Linked DNA regions of Mus musculus: region 1 is linked to region 2. A link is a contact called in public promoter capture Hi-C data. All regions are on one chromosome and are shown on one strand. Each heading gives the region's core, a stretch centred on a gene start, on an enhancer-like site or on the middle of the called end of the contact. The rest is flanking DNA. Distances are from core to core; before and after follow the strand shown.

Region 1 (7,316 bases), core at 1,463-3,962, 120 kb before region 2:
ACAGGACTGCATGTCGATGAGGACAACTCTTGTCTCCAAAACAGTACTCCTGAAATCAAGTCTTCAGCCTCAAGGTGTGGTAGGTACCAACAGCTATTCTTCAAAGACAGGGGCAATTCAGAAGGCTCACACTGATGGCCCCCACATCTGGCCACTCAAGTGCATATCCTCTCTGTTTTCCATTCCTTGGGCACACAGTGGGGGAGGGGGAAATTAGGAGATTATGCATGAGATACACATACATGCACACACAGGAACCACCCATCCAACATAAATATTTGGTAATTCTCTCCAAGCATCTGGTAGAGGCACAGCCAAGGCACATCCAGCACGCCCCCTACTGGTTTGGCAGGAGCTGACTCAGCCTTTATTCTATGGGCCTAAGTCAAGGATGAATGACCTTAAAATCCAGAGGGACAGACAAAAATGGCAAGATAAAGCAATTTGGGCTTCTTAGAAATGAAGAGCATAATACTCAACTAAATACATTTCAGAGATGTTTTCAAAATGTTACAGGAAAAAAATGTTACTAATCCCTATACATCTAGAGGAAACAGTTAGTGTTGAGTATTCATAGTTACAACGAATAAATTCTCACAAGTGTACAGGTGGAGACGGTGGATACAAAGGCCACCATAGTTTCAGAGACTCAATTTCCACAGTACATGGCACTAAAACCACTCACCCCTGAAGGCACTTTAAACACAGAAGGATCTTGGCACCTAACACGAGCTCAAGTTCACAAGGCAACCTGTGTAAGAGAAATACCACAGAAGAGCAGTACCTGTGGCCAATTTCACTCCATGGGTTATTCTCTCAGCATACCGCTGTGAATAAGTTTGACATTATCAAGAGGTCAGAGACTATGATGTACACATTGCTCACTCACTGGTGGCTGCTCCCTCTCCTCCTCCAGCAATGGGGGGGGGGGGGCTCAGAAGTTTACTTCCCAAAGGTACATCTGCTACCTAATCTAGGCACAGTTGTGATTAGTATGTAGCCAGACTCCATGAAGTAATGATTTGCATTCACGATCACCCTGAACACCAAAAGTCTACAGTAACCACTATTTCCAGGGTTCCAGATTCAAACCTTCCTGTGGCATATGGCACTAAGTTCCTTGCAAACCCAATATGATCACACTAATAATTTAAGGCATCCTTATTTTAACCAATTAGGAGGTGCCATTAATTATTAAATACAAAAACATCAATACTTTGGTCTCTTATTAGATCTCCTTTTGATACAACAGGCCTAAGTAGATGTTCGGACTGTCTTGGGAACTAGCTTTCGGCTGTTCCCATAAGAGCAGATACTAATGGCATACTCATATAATCAAATGAGGGCATGCTGCTGGCATTTATTGAGGAATTTTCTTCCAGAACTTGGTGTGCTGTGTAGATCTTAGGCTCTCATATTCCTTGAACGCTTTGGATAGGTCTTGGGGTCTGGTGGGACACACAAGTGCTAAAAGAGCCCTAGAGTAACCAGCACCTCTCCCAGGCACACCCTAGACGGGGATGTTGGTGATGGAGGAACCCTTCAGATTCACCTGAAGCAATCAAGGCCTGCAACGACCCTGCTCTAGTCCCATTGTCTGCCTTTGCCTGGACACACACTAAATAGATTTTTTAAAAAAAAGAAGTGTTTCCCATACAGGTCATTTTCATTAACAGAGATAAGGCAAGGTACAAGCATGTACTGCCATACCTGATGGATCTGTGTGCTCTGGATCAGCTGATTTCCAGACCTGTAGGGACACATTTTCTTTCAGCCACTCTCTCAAATGTACTAATCTTCAAGCCAACAGAATAAAAACTGCACTTTATGAGGTTTTCGAGTTTTGAGCGCAGAGAAGCAAATTCGATGGCTAAGATTCTCAAAGAGCTGCAGTAGCTGTACCGGTCGGGAGGAGGGTACACTTGAGCGGTTATGTCCAATGAAGGAAAGTTTTAGTTAATGATGACATCACTGACATCTCCCAAATTTAAAGGAGCACTTAAAGCACAGCAGATACAATTTTCCCCCTCCAGTGAGGAGATACTAGGGAAGGCCTCTGGGTTCAGAGCCAAATTGCATCAACCCTTCGCAGCTGGCCAGTCAGACCCAGAGAAGTACGCGGGGGCCACCGTGACCCACGTAGCCATAGCCCCTGTGCAAGCCGCCTCAGGCGCCGCTCTGAGCTAACCCTGCCCTTCGGACCCCCAACGCGCCCCCACGGACCGAGGGCCCAGTCCCGCGCGCTTGCCATCACGTTCCAGTGCGGAACCGCGAAAAGGGCCAGGAGGCAGCCGCCGGAGCCAGCGGGAGCGCCGCGCCCTACCCTCGCCCGGCTGAAGCCGGAGCCGGTGCCCGTGGCGCCCACGAGATCCCGAACTGTTCCCGCAATGCAGACGCGCAGTGTGAGCCCTGCGCCCCCAGCGTCCTGCAGCCCCTGCCCAAGCCCACTCGCCTCCCGGCCAAGCGCAGGGCGACCCCGCGCCGCGCGCCCCATCGCACCTGCCCGCTGCGCCCGGCCCGCCGCCCGCCGGCAGCACCGTGGCCAGCGCCGCTTACCTGCCGCGCAGCCCGCCGGTCCGCCCGCAGCGCCGCAGTCGCCGCTAGCCGACTTCCATCTTCCCTGGCTTCGGGAAAACCAGATCAGCTGTTCCGCTCGCGCCCAGCCGCGGCCCCCTCCCCAGCTGCCGCGCGGCGCCCGGGCCTCTCCTCCCCCGCCTTCCTGGCTGCGCCGCGCTCCGCCCCCCGCGCCCCTCCGCTCCGCCCGCGGTCGCGCGCAGCGCCCGCCTCCCGGCTCCGTCCGCGGCCCCGAGGCGCGCGCCCTGCCTTGACGTCACCGCTTCCACCGTGCCCCGCCCCCGCCGAAGTGGTGCGGGTAGGGGAGCGCGCGTGCTCGTGGCCACCGTTGGCCTCGGTCGCGCCGAGCTCTGCGAAGACGCGCTAGGACCCGCTGTGTCCCCATGCACGCGCTCCCATGTTTGCCCCCTTAGGGTGTAGCCTTTTGAGGTTGTCCCTGGACTTAGGGAAACCCACCCTCCCCTCTGCCCTGCTCATCTTTTCTCTAGTGGTCTGCATTCACCTTTGGTTTCTTTCTCTGGGCTGGCTCTCTTTTTCTAAACACCCTAAACTTTGACTGTTTCCACGCCCCTCTGACCTTCCCCTATTTCTTTCCCCATTAATAATGTTTACATGACTGTTTTAGACGTTTCCTCCGTGGTGACTGTTTAAGACTTTTCCTCCAGCCTGATATCAAGTGGATGCCACTGCTTTCTGCCCTCTCATTTAACCGTCTTGGTGTAGCTTTTGCCTGTTAGGTTCAGAGCTGGGCGTTTCCACATTCTTGGTCTCTTGTTCAAGAAACTGAAATAACAGTGCATAGGTATAGCAAGCTAACAACAAAACAAGGCCATAGTACAAATAAGAGATATACACAGCCGACAGCGGGCCACATCAGTGAGCACACTCAAAGGCCCTTATTATTTGGAGGGTTCATTCTATGGTCTTCCAGAAAAGGAGACATTTAGTTGCTAAAGGATGTAGCGTCAGTGGTTCTCTGTTTTGATTGACAGAGCAGATTATGTAAGCCATTTGTCACTATGCACGTCCTTTCCTATAATGTGTTTTATTTTAATCATATGCACACCCAACTTTGCATAGTCATAGGATGGTTAAATGGTGTGTTCTTCCTAAAAGTTCACTCAGAGCACATCTTTCCTTATTGCATATACACACAAGACTAGTTCAAACTGGATTAGGATTCCATTCTTATATAGCTGGAATCTAACTGAATAGAAACTGTCGATGTCTAACAGTCTTTACAGGAAGGAAAAACCTATTCCACTGTTTCGAGTGGGGTGTAGATACAATTCGGTGCAAATGGATATTCAAGGTTGCCAACGGGTTGCTAGTGCATCGTTAGGAGAGGTGTGTATAACTAAAGTTCCAGATTGCTAAGCTGTGCTTTATGCATAACTTTCTCAACTTCTCTGAGACACTTTTCTCCATAATTTATCAAGATCAGTATTTGAACTGCTTTGTGTTGAGAAGGGGACTAAAGCTGAATAAGGCAAAATCCTCTTTCCTGTTCTGTTCCTAAGGCTGTTATATCTCCTGGATCTCCATTGGTGAATGCTCAGAAAATTTCTCATGCTACAAGTCAAACTGAGCACTCCCTTTGCCTGTTCCGTCAATCCTGGTGGCACTGTTGGAGGAAGGCCATTTGGAATTGAAGTTGTTGGGTTCTGAAGACATAAACTGCATACTTATTGAGAAGAGGAAGAGTCAGGGAGAGGATAGATATCCACTAGGTAAGGGCACTGGGAAAGCCCAGGTCTGTACTGTCAAGTTGTATTGTCCAGGGTTCCAAGTCGGCTTCTCTCTGGAGAATAGTTTTGGTTTTTTTTTTTTTTTTTTTTTTTTTTTTTTTTTTTTTTTTTCCCCAGACTTGTCAACATAAAGGGACCTGCTCAATGACCACATAAAATTTAGGTCAATTTTACAGAATAAATGGTTATTTAGGGCACTAATAGTTCAAGATAAATTTAGGTCCTATCCTGCAATGTGTTAGCTCTCCACAACCACAGATCAGACATCTGCCTTATAGAATTCTTAACATACATGTGCTATTTAATTCTGGGAACTTCACTTCAAAGTTGTCCTTTCACTGCTCTGGCAGTTTGACTGATAGATGCCCTGTATAGGTTCATGAGTTTGAACACTTGGCTACCAGGTTGTGGTGCTGCTTAGGATGTTAGGGAGCATTTGGGAGATAGGGGTGCCTTACTGAGGGAGTGTGGCACCACCTATAGCACACTTTGAGGATTTATAGCCATAACCTACTTGCTCTTCTGTTTTCTCTCTCATTCTCATTCCCTCCCTCCCTCCCTCCCTCCCTCCCTCCCTCCCTCCCTCCTCCCTCCCTCCCTCCCTCTCTTTCTCTCTTTTGCATGTAGATGAAATGTTCCTGCCTCTGCTGCCATCTCCAGCCTAGCCTGTTGCCATGCCTTCTACACAGTCATGGATTCTATCCTTCTGGAGCCATGTACCAAAGAAAACTCTTTCTTAAAGTTGCTTTAGGTCATGGTGCCTTACCACAGCAAGAGAAAAGTAATGAATAAACTGACCAAGTGTTACATTTTACTCTTGAAGAGACCCAATGTTGTCTTATGGCCCGCAGAGCAAGGGAAACTCATTCCCAGATGCAGTTAATGGGCAGAAAGGAAGTCTTCAGGAGAGAGAAACAGTTGACAGAGCCATTAAGGAATAGATCCCTAGATCATATTAAATCACGTGTCTTGATCAGGATCTGGTTTTACTTTATTTTGTATTCTATATCTAATATATCATTTATATGTATAATGCATAACTGGAATATTAGACCTAAAGTTAAAATAATCAAGAAAGGAACAGGTAAAGAAGGCATATGAATTAGTCCAAAGACCTCTGTAAAAATAAATACTGCTTAGTCATGTGGATTACATGTGCCTCCCACATCTAGAGGAATTTTTACACATGTAGTCTTAGAGTAGAAGTAAAATTGGAAGTTTGGGTGGGCAAACAGATACAATAGAACCCAATTAGTAGCACTTCACTAAAGCCAAGATTAGCATTATTTTATCACTAAGATGATGTCAAAGAGAACTCCAAATACCTTGAACAAATTTTAAGTATCAATTAAAAAAGTATTTTAGAAGTATAAAACATGAGACTTAGAAACACTGCCCTCGAGGCTTAGAATTTTAGTTACTTGGGGCACCCACCCACCACTATGGCAGAAGACATGTGTCGCCTGCTTTCCTGAAGTTCATGAAGATTTTGCAATAAATCTGAAATAGAAAAAGAAACAGGAATCTAGTTTATCTGCTGAAGTGTCATAGAACAGGAAGTGCTTAGAAGTATCCGGTAGACTCATTTTCTTCCAGGTTGAGGGGACTCCTTTGTGTGATGGCTTTTCCCAGTGGATGAAATCACCTAATTTTATTATTTTAGTTTTTCTTTCCTGGAGATTTTAACACAGAAAACCACTATGACCATTTCTGAGTGTTAGCTATTATGTTTAAAAGTCCCTTATAATAGAAGGTTTTTCTTTAGTAAAAATGGCTTACATACTTTTGTTTAATTTTGTATAAGATGTCAAAAATTATCTTATGAGAAAATAATGGCTGTTGCACAAAAGCACAGATCTCTGATTTAGAGGAACTAATAGAAGTATCTTTGGCTAAAGAAACTGAAAGATTTAGTCAATTTTGAGAGTTATTGTAATTCAAGGTTGTAGGGAGAGTTGAATCATGGTATAATAAGAAAAATTTTCCAACTAGGTTAAAATATTTATAGTTAGGAGTGCCCCAAGTAGAAGCAATACTTTTTGTAGAATCTCTTTTAGTATGGATTAATGTTGATAATTAATAATTAATATGGGGACTATCTGAAAGTAAAAGCCTTACCCCAAAGGGGAAAACCATACGAAGATATCATTTGTATAAGGTCTAATCACCAAGGCCTTCCCAGTTCAGTTGAAGGATTAAGCATAACATCCTTACTCTGTGAGCCAGATTTTGGCAAATATTTTTAAGCAAACCAACATTTAAGAGAACATTTTTATAAACAGAGAATCAGGCATCGGTTTTACTTGATCTTACAGAGTTATCTTTAACTATTGCTCAATTAGTTATGTCTGGGGACCAAAGGAACTCAGAATGGATTACGTTCTAAGTGAATGTGTATTGCTTGACATGGGCACAGCCATGTCAATAACTCCAGTGTCTCAGACCCATGGGAATTGGCAGAGCCTTCCTTCAGATCCAGAGTGAAGCTCACAGGGATGGTAGCCTTCCTCTGACCTAAATGAGAATGTTGGAATGTGCAAAAATTAGCAATTGCAGTATCTTCCTCAGGGTTGTTTACAACCTGAGATTTCTTGACTACAGAGACCTCCTACAGAGACTAGCTAATCCCTCCTCCTGCACTCTACATAACAGAACACACCAAGGTACCAAGCTGTTGAGTATTTAACACTACTCTATCAGAATGAAAACAGCCCACCTGGCCCAGGCTTTTCTGTATATGTGCTTGACTGTCTTGTCCTTTCTTCACCCTCTCACTGCTCCAGTCACAAAGGAAACTTCATCTCAGTTGCCATTTGAGTTTCCTAAATCTGGTAAGGAAGGTGTGTGGTGTTTTCACCATTAGAGTCTTGCTGACTTAATCTGATGGTGACTGTTTTGGATGTCTCCAGGGCTTCTTTAACCAACAATCCATAAGGAGATAACTCACATCTGGTGCTTTAGGAATCACATTGTCTAGCTATTGAGGACACTACC
Region 2 (7,077 bases), core at 1,536-4,035:
TCCTGTCACTCCATTTGACTGAAAGACTCTGGGAAGTCATTTATGTCAGTTGTGTAGCCATTGAAGAGTCCGCCAAATTGCAATGGGTAGTTCCATGCTCACACAAAAGTCCTTGACTAAACTCAGTAGGTCATAGAACAAAACAAAATGATATGCATATAGGAATGGAAAGGAAAGGGGCTTGTAGACAAGAGAGGGATGATAGGGGCAGGAGAAGTGAGAAATGTGTGCATTTTATGGATGTATGAAAGTGGAAAAATACATTGTCTAAGATTGGACCTCATTGGCTAGCCTGAAATTCACTGTGAAGCCCTGGTTGGGCTGAAACTCGTTATGTAGACTGGGCAGACCAGGAAGTCATGGAGGTTACCTGCCTCCGTTTCCTGGGTGCTGAGATTAGGGCATGCACCATGACACCTAGTCTGAAAGAGCAAGTATAATTAAAAAGTATTTAAAACCCCAAAGCAAAACTACAAAAGAGCACAAAACACTCTGCTACATAGGCTAACATAATGCACAATAATAAAGCTTAAGCCACAGCTTTAAAACAGCAAAATTATGAATAGACAATGAACTGAATGACAGACCACACATAAAAGTTATTTTGATGGCCATTTCTGCTTCCATAAAGGTGATGGGTACTTTTCTCAGTTCCCCACACCTGGTGCAGATAAAACACCTTGAACATTTTGCAGAAATAAAATATGAAAAGTGTGGAAGCCAGGGAGATGGCAGGCTGGCTATGGAACTTGTGTCCTGAGGGAGGAGCTGGTGACAGTTCCTGGGGTTTTCCTTTCACTTTGCACCCTACTCTGAGTGCCAGGAAGCCAGCACCCCAAAAACATTAACAAGACAGCACACACAGGAGGCCAGTTTTCTGCAATCAGAAGAGCAGTTTATGCAAGAGAATACTTTCAGGCAAACTGCACTGTTGTGGTTATTATTATTTTGGGGGTTTGCCCTCACTTCAGGTAATTTAGTTACCAAATCAAAGACACAGATCTTTAGATTTATAATAAGCTGTAGAGCATTAGAGCTGGGTAGGTATCTATGCTATTTTCTGTTTCCCTGGCAAAATCTCTGAGATAATATTTGCCGTGTTCCTTTTAGGTTGCTCCTGCTCCATCAGGTCAGCACTCATGGCCATGTGCTTAAGATCCATGCTACCCCACGGTGACCTCTTCCTTCATTCTCCTTGTGGTCCCTGCCTGACCTCAAGTTCTGGGAATGTTTGCTCAAGCTCCTCTCTTCTGTCCATTTGGTGTATATGAGGATCTCCTCATCAGGGGTAACCAGATTGGGGGGGGGGGCAGTATTTAGTATTCAAATACAAAGCAGCACCTGACCAACCCCCTACACTGCACAAATACCTACATCCCAAATTCTACCTGTGAATGCCAAAGACAACCAGTTAGGAGGCTTCCAGCCTTGCCAAACTGTAACATGACAACGTAGCCGATTTTCACACATGTGGGTAGCAGAGAACGCCTCGCCTCGTGGAAGGAATCTTTACGCACGATCAGTGCTAATTAAACTCTATCTATTGTCAGCTAGTGGAGGCCTCATGAGGATCGGTAATGAGGCATCTTGCTTTTCCCTCTCTCTAACATGATGGTGTTAGAAGATGCCGTGTGAGACTAGCCCATCTCGTGGGGTGTCAGCAGGGAACAGTGGGAATCCAGCCTCATCTCCCACCTAACACTACTGAGGCTCAGCCCCCTCCATCCAGTGCTACAAAAGGCTGGCTAAAAGGAAAAACGAAAAAGATTCGGTTTGGTAAATGTAATAGCCCAAATGTCTACATTTTAATTCAAAATCACTTATCAAACCAAAAATGAGGAAAACTTCAGTCTGAATGTAAAAACAGTCAAGTAGGCACTTGTCTTCTTTGTGCTGCTATAATAAAGTACCTCAAACATTAATTTATAAGCAAGAGTATATTTTCTCAGTTTTGGAGCAGAGAAGTTCAAGGTCATGGCTCTTTAGTTGAGAATCTGAGAGGAGTTTCCCCCCCTCCCCTGGTTCTCTCTCACTGCATCCTCACACAGCACAGGGGGCTAACACTGTATCAGTGCAGGTGAAAAGCATAGAAGCCAGGACATCTCTGGATCTCTCCAGCCCTTTTGTAAGGCACTGATCCAATCCCAGGGGCCTTAATCACCCACACAGACCCCACTTGTGAATACTGCTGCAATGCCAACAAAATTAGCAGGAGTTTTGGACAGACACAAACAGCAGACCACAGCAATGTCAAAACAAAAATGACTTTGATGTTGAGACTCCCTCTGTGGTTGGGTCACACCATGCTCACCACCCTGGACAGCCACCCAGGGCGGCCTGGCAAGCCTGGAACGCTCACGCAGCTGAGGCTGAGAATGGAGAACTACGGATTCCTCTAGTGCAACAGAGCAGGGGCTGCTGGGTGACCTCGCTCATGGCTCCCTGCACTTAGGCACATTTAGCAAGCTCTAGTACAGTTTCCTTGTAGGCAGCTTGGGCCTAAGGGGAAACTCAACACCCACACCTGCATAGGGACTGGCTTGTTGTTGTGTTTTCTACCGGGAGAGATGTATGTAAGTCATTGAGAGCTGCCAAAGACACTGTCTGACGCTGGAGCTATGATTTTCATTTGGGCTAAATCCTAGAAATGTTATCTATGGTGCCATCAATTGGATAGCTTACTCTTTGGCGTCACCTAGTGGCTGAAGGCTTAAGATACAAGTCCAAAGCATAAAGTGTTTTGAACTTCTAGAGGAGGGTTGTGAGCCTAATGATTTTTCTCTGGGCTCGCTTTGCAGCTGCTTTACCAAGCACTCACAGACTTTGCTACCAGATATCCAAAAATGGCACAAACTCATAGAAATAACCAGCAAACCGCTAGCCAAATCTCATTGGCCTTTGCCCTTTGGCCTAGGAATTCAGGGAGCTGTAGCAAAGCCAAGGCATAAAGGATCTCAAACAGTGCTATGATTTGTTGTAAAAAAAAATGACTCGAAGATTCCCCTCAACTGATGAGAGGTCTGATTGTGTGGTTTAGACCTACAGGAGAAACCAATAACCTTGAGCCTCCGAGGCAACAGTTCTCTCTTCATGGGGGTCTGGGACTGAGGGACCATTGGCATGGCTAGCTGTTGGGCACAAGAGACATGAGCATTGTCAGGGATTTTCTACTCTTACTTGGCTGCCCAACATCAAGTTTGTGTGCTGTAGTGTCTGGTTTGTACTCCTGCGGAGTACCCAGCATGTCCCTTGCTGCTGTGTGCCCACATGCTTGTGTATGGCCTTGGGTGCTTGTCTTGTGACCTATGTCATGGTGCTTGCTATTTTGTTCAGTATCCTGTGTCCAGTCGGTGGTCCTCGCATGTGCCTCTGTCTGTGTCTGCATTTAAGGCTTACCATTATGTTCCCAACTGCTTCTCATCTCTGTGTGTATTGTCATCCAAACCCCAGTTTCCTTTATCATATGCCAAACGCATCTGCAGATGTTGGTTCTGATACTGTCCCTGTTGCCCTGTGCCTAATGTAGGTATCCCTCAAGGGGTGCCAAGTGTAAGTTACTTGGAGTTGCATGCCCAGAGTGCATGGTGTGTGCACGCCTGGCAGTGCCTGCCTCAGCTTGATAAGACATGTTGTTTGCTTGATAACTGTCATAGTTTGTGCTCTGTTGCCACAGTAAACATCGTTGCCAAAAACAACTTGGACGGGAAAGGGTTTATTTCATCTTACACCTTGATCCATTATCAAGAGGAGTCAAAGTTTGGGATTCAAGACAGAAGCCTGAATGCGGGAACTGAAACAGAGACCAGGGAGAAATGCTTACTGGCTTGCTCCCCCTATTTTGACTAGCTACCCTTTTTAAAGAGCCTAATCCCACTTGCTCAATGTGTGCACCCTGTGTGTGCAACCTGTGTGTGTGTGTATGCATGTGTGTGTGTGTGTGTGTGTGCATGTCCTGTGCCCTAAGCTGTATACCTTGTGATATTCTCAGTCTGTTTTCTGAGAAGTTTAGCCTCTGTCTGTGTGCCAGTCTAGAATACCTTCAGTTCTAACTGGGAAGCACTCAGGGTCATATCTGGCCTTTGGCCAATCCTCTCCCTCCCTTTTCCCCCCAGTGATCTCAGAATCCTGGGGACATGTGTCTGGCCTCAGTTTTTCATGTTTGACTTTTTCAAACATGCACCTTCTTCACTCCTTATACAGCCCATTAACTGAAATTGGGGCATGCGGGGATGGTACTGAGGTCTGTCTTCACGGCTCTATTCTTAGGACCACCCTTTGACCATGTTGCCAGCGCAGGCCTTGTCTCCAGGGCCTTTGGGGCTGGCAGACCTTGGCAGAGAAGGCTTTCCTCCGTCCTGCCATGCTCTTCCCTATGGAGACTCAGTTTTTCCTCACAGCTCTCACACTGCCCTATGACATCCCCCTTCTTCCAGCTTGAGGATAAATTCCACCTCCACTCAACCCCCTGTCCCGTCTCATCCTCGGTTTCTGTCCTTCTCTGACTGGGTCTCCCTTGCTCAAGTGCTCAGACAGACCAACTTACATTTGTTCTGGCAAAAATCTGACATCTATATAAAATGGATCTGAAAGACATTATGTGAAGTGAAAAATTTGCACACACACACACACACACACACACACCTCATGTTCTCTCTATAAAAAATTTAAAAAATGTTTATCTCAACCTTTTTCTTGGTGGTCTGGTGTTTATGGTTTGAAGCCCTAAAAGTAGAAGGGAGTAGAATGTCTAGAAGTGATGAAGGGCAGTAGAGGGAGGGTCGATCATGAAGGAAAAATGAGGTCCTGTGCCCAGGGAGGTGACAGTTCACAAGAGCCCCGTTCATGCTCTAGGAAGAACAAAGAACTTGAAGGAGGAAATCATAAGAAGGATATGTTAACCTGACATAATTCTGAGTTTATTCATCGAAATGTCACAATGTACTGGAAATGTGGACAATTATATGTTAATTGAAAAGGGAATTTAGAAAAATAAAAGCCACAATTTCAAGCCCCCATTCTGCATTTCAAGCTGGATGTCAGTCTGCTGACACTGAAGCCAGCCAGGGTAGTCCTGATCCCATGAAGCTGGAGGTACACTGGAGAGCTCTCCTCCCACCTCCTAGTGGGCCTGGATGGTGGTTAGGGGTTCACTCATCCTCTGCTCAACGTCATGGCTCTGATTGTTGCAGTACCAGAGATAACCACGAGATGGCAGAGCTGCCCCTCTATTTTAGGGCACTGGTCCTTATAACTTGCTGGAAAAAAAAAATATCCCTGGTATAAGAGAACCCTCAGATTTCTTCTGTAAGGATGTGGTGGGGGATGTAATCAAGAGAAAGATATGATGTTTATAAAAAGTAGACTTTAAAAGTACAAACCAGTGATTAAAAAAGACACTCTAAAAACTTGTGCTTGGTTGGGGCCATTAGAGAACATAATATTTAAACCAGGTGGCTGGGTGTTTTATTAGTAATGTCCCTGATTTGCTGTGTTTCTCCTATGGCAGTCTGGGGCCTATTACCTTCCGACCTCTCTTCTGCCTCTGGTTACTGGAGCAAGGGATATGGAAAAACATGGCTAGCTATGACCTGCAGGGTTTTCGAGTAGAAGGAAGAAAAGGCCTGGTACTTCCAATGGATCTTGATGGCATTCAGCCCAGGAAGTATGTTTACTACCTGTGTTCTCAGTGAGCTCTTTGCTTATTCCTATTGTGTAGGCTGTTGTCCTGTCCTGGGTCCCCTGTATATTTTGAAGTTTTGGGATTTTTGATCACTGTAAAACTACTCTCTTCTTCTATTGCGGTTATGAATGTGTTTTCTTCTCCTTTCTCCTGACTTAAAAACCAAAGGATGGTGATGGGGGCCTTAATTCTCTAGAATCCTGCAAGCATGGGAAACATGCCTTATCATCTTTGGAAGCCTCTTCCCACAGGGAGGTGCTCTTGCCTTCTGAGCAGATCTGAGAGCCAGGTAAAGGTGACTGTGCCATTCCCTCTCCGAAAGCCCCGGGAAGAGCAGATCATGTCTCTGGTCTGTGCCAGACAGGACGAACCTATAAAATCCAAGGCGGTACAGCTTTGAGGATCAGCATTTTCACTTTTGCATTTTTTGACTTTGCTGAAGACAGTGAAATTCATAGAAGACACAGATACTGGATGGACACAGAGTCCTATTTCCTAGGCTCACAGGGGTCAATTCTCGCACCCTCAGATGGACTATAGAGTTTAATATGCAACTACACGTTAGCATTTAGAAGACAGAGTGGTAGGAGAATGCACACCATCATATTTATAAGCAGATTTTAGAAGAGGATACTAGTGAGGTGTGACATGGACAGTAAAGAGTGATATTCGGGACAGAGAAAAGATTACAGCATCAAGAGTCCTGTCTCTGCTCCTGTGAGCACAGGATCTGCCCCCGGGGGACCTGATATCTCTCTCAGAGTTTACTTGTGTTGAGTCCATGCACATGGAACCTTGGGGCCTTCCACACCTGTTCTGCATATAATCACAGGGTACCCTCTGTGTGATCTGCACTGGTGGTATCCCTGTGAGGAAAGACAGTGTGAGTACGTAATCCCTTTGAGACTGTGCTGGCATAGGGATAGTGTGAGCTTTTAGATTGATCTTTGTCCATCCCTTTGTACATAGGAATAGTTAATTGCCTTTCCCACCCAGGCATCAGCCAAAAATTGCCTTTAAATCTCATTGACTTCCTATAAATTGGTTCATAATTTAGTGAACTTTCAGTGATGAGATGTCTTAGTCACAGTTTTATTGCTATGAGGAGACACCATGGCTAAGGCAACTCTTATAAAAGACAGCATTTAATAGGGGGATTACTTTTTGTTTCAGAGGTTATCGTCAGGGTGGGGAGCATAGTGGCAAGCAAGAGTGGTGCTAGAGAAATAGCTTAGAGTTGCATTCTGATCCATAGACTGAGGGAGAGACTCTGGGCTTGGCATGGGCTTTTGAAACCCACCCCCAATGACACACTTCCTCCACCAAAGCCATACCTCCCAATCCTTCTAATCATTTCAAATAGTGTCACTCTCTGGTGACTAAGCATTCAAATATAG

What was found. Promoter capture Hi-C pulls out the DNA fragments that hold promoters and counts their contacts.
Region 1: a promoter capture Hi-C map of hippocampal neurons shows a contact between it and region 2, with 2.4 times the contacts expected there. The contact joins the promoter of Otud7a here to the enhancer-like site in region 2. A contact is called at or near these places in 2 of 39 promoter capture datasets (embryonic stem cells and hippocampal neurons) and 3 of 484 Hi-C or Micro-C datasets (cerebellum, cerebral cortex and morula).

The regions. Positions count from the first base shown.
Region 1 is chr7:63,440,168-63,447,483 of GRCm38.p6, reverse strand. Otud7a (OTU domain containing 7A) reads right to left here and starts at 2,712. Exons shown (of 14, transcript NM_130880.1): 1 at 2,557-2,712. 4930554H23Rik (RIKEN cDNA 4930554H23 gene) reads left to right here and starts at 2,955. Exons shown (of 10, transcript NR_131089.1): 1 at 2,955-3,921; 2 at 4,095-4,304.
Region 2 is chr7:63,317,884-63,324,960 of GRCm38.p6, reverse strand. No RefSeq gene overlaps it. Among named protein-coding and RNA genes, the nearest start is that of Chrna7, 110 kb to the right of the region's middle. Within about 2 kb of position 2,785, at least 15 of the 459 cell types and tissues checked have an H3K27ac peak or open chromatin away from gene starts, as enhancers often do. A contact at or near this core is called in hippocampal neurons, where this site is marked.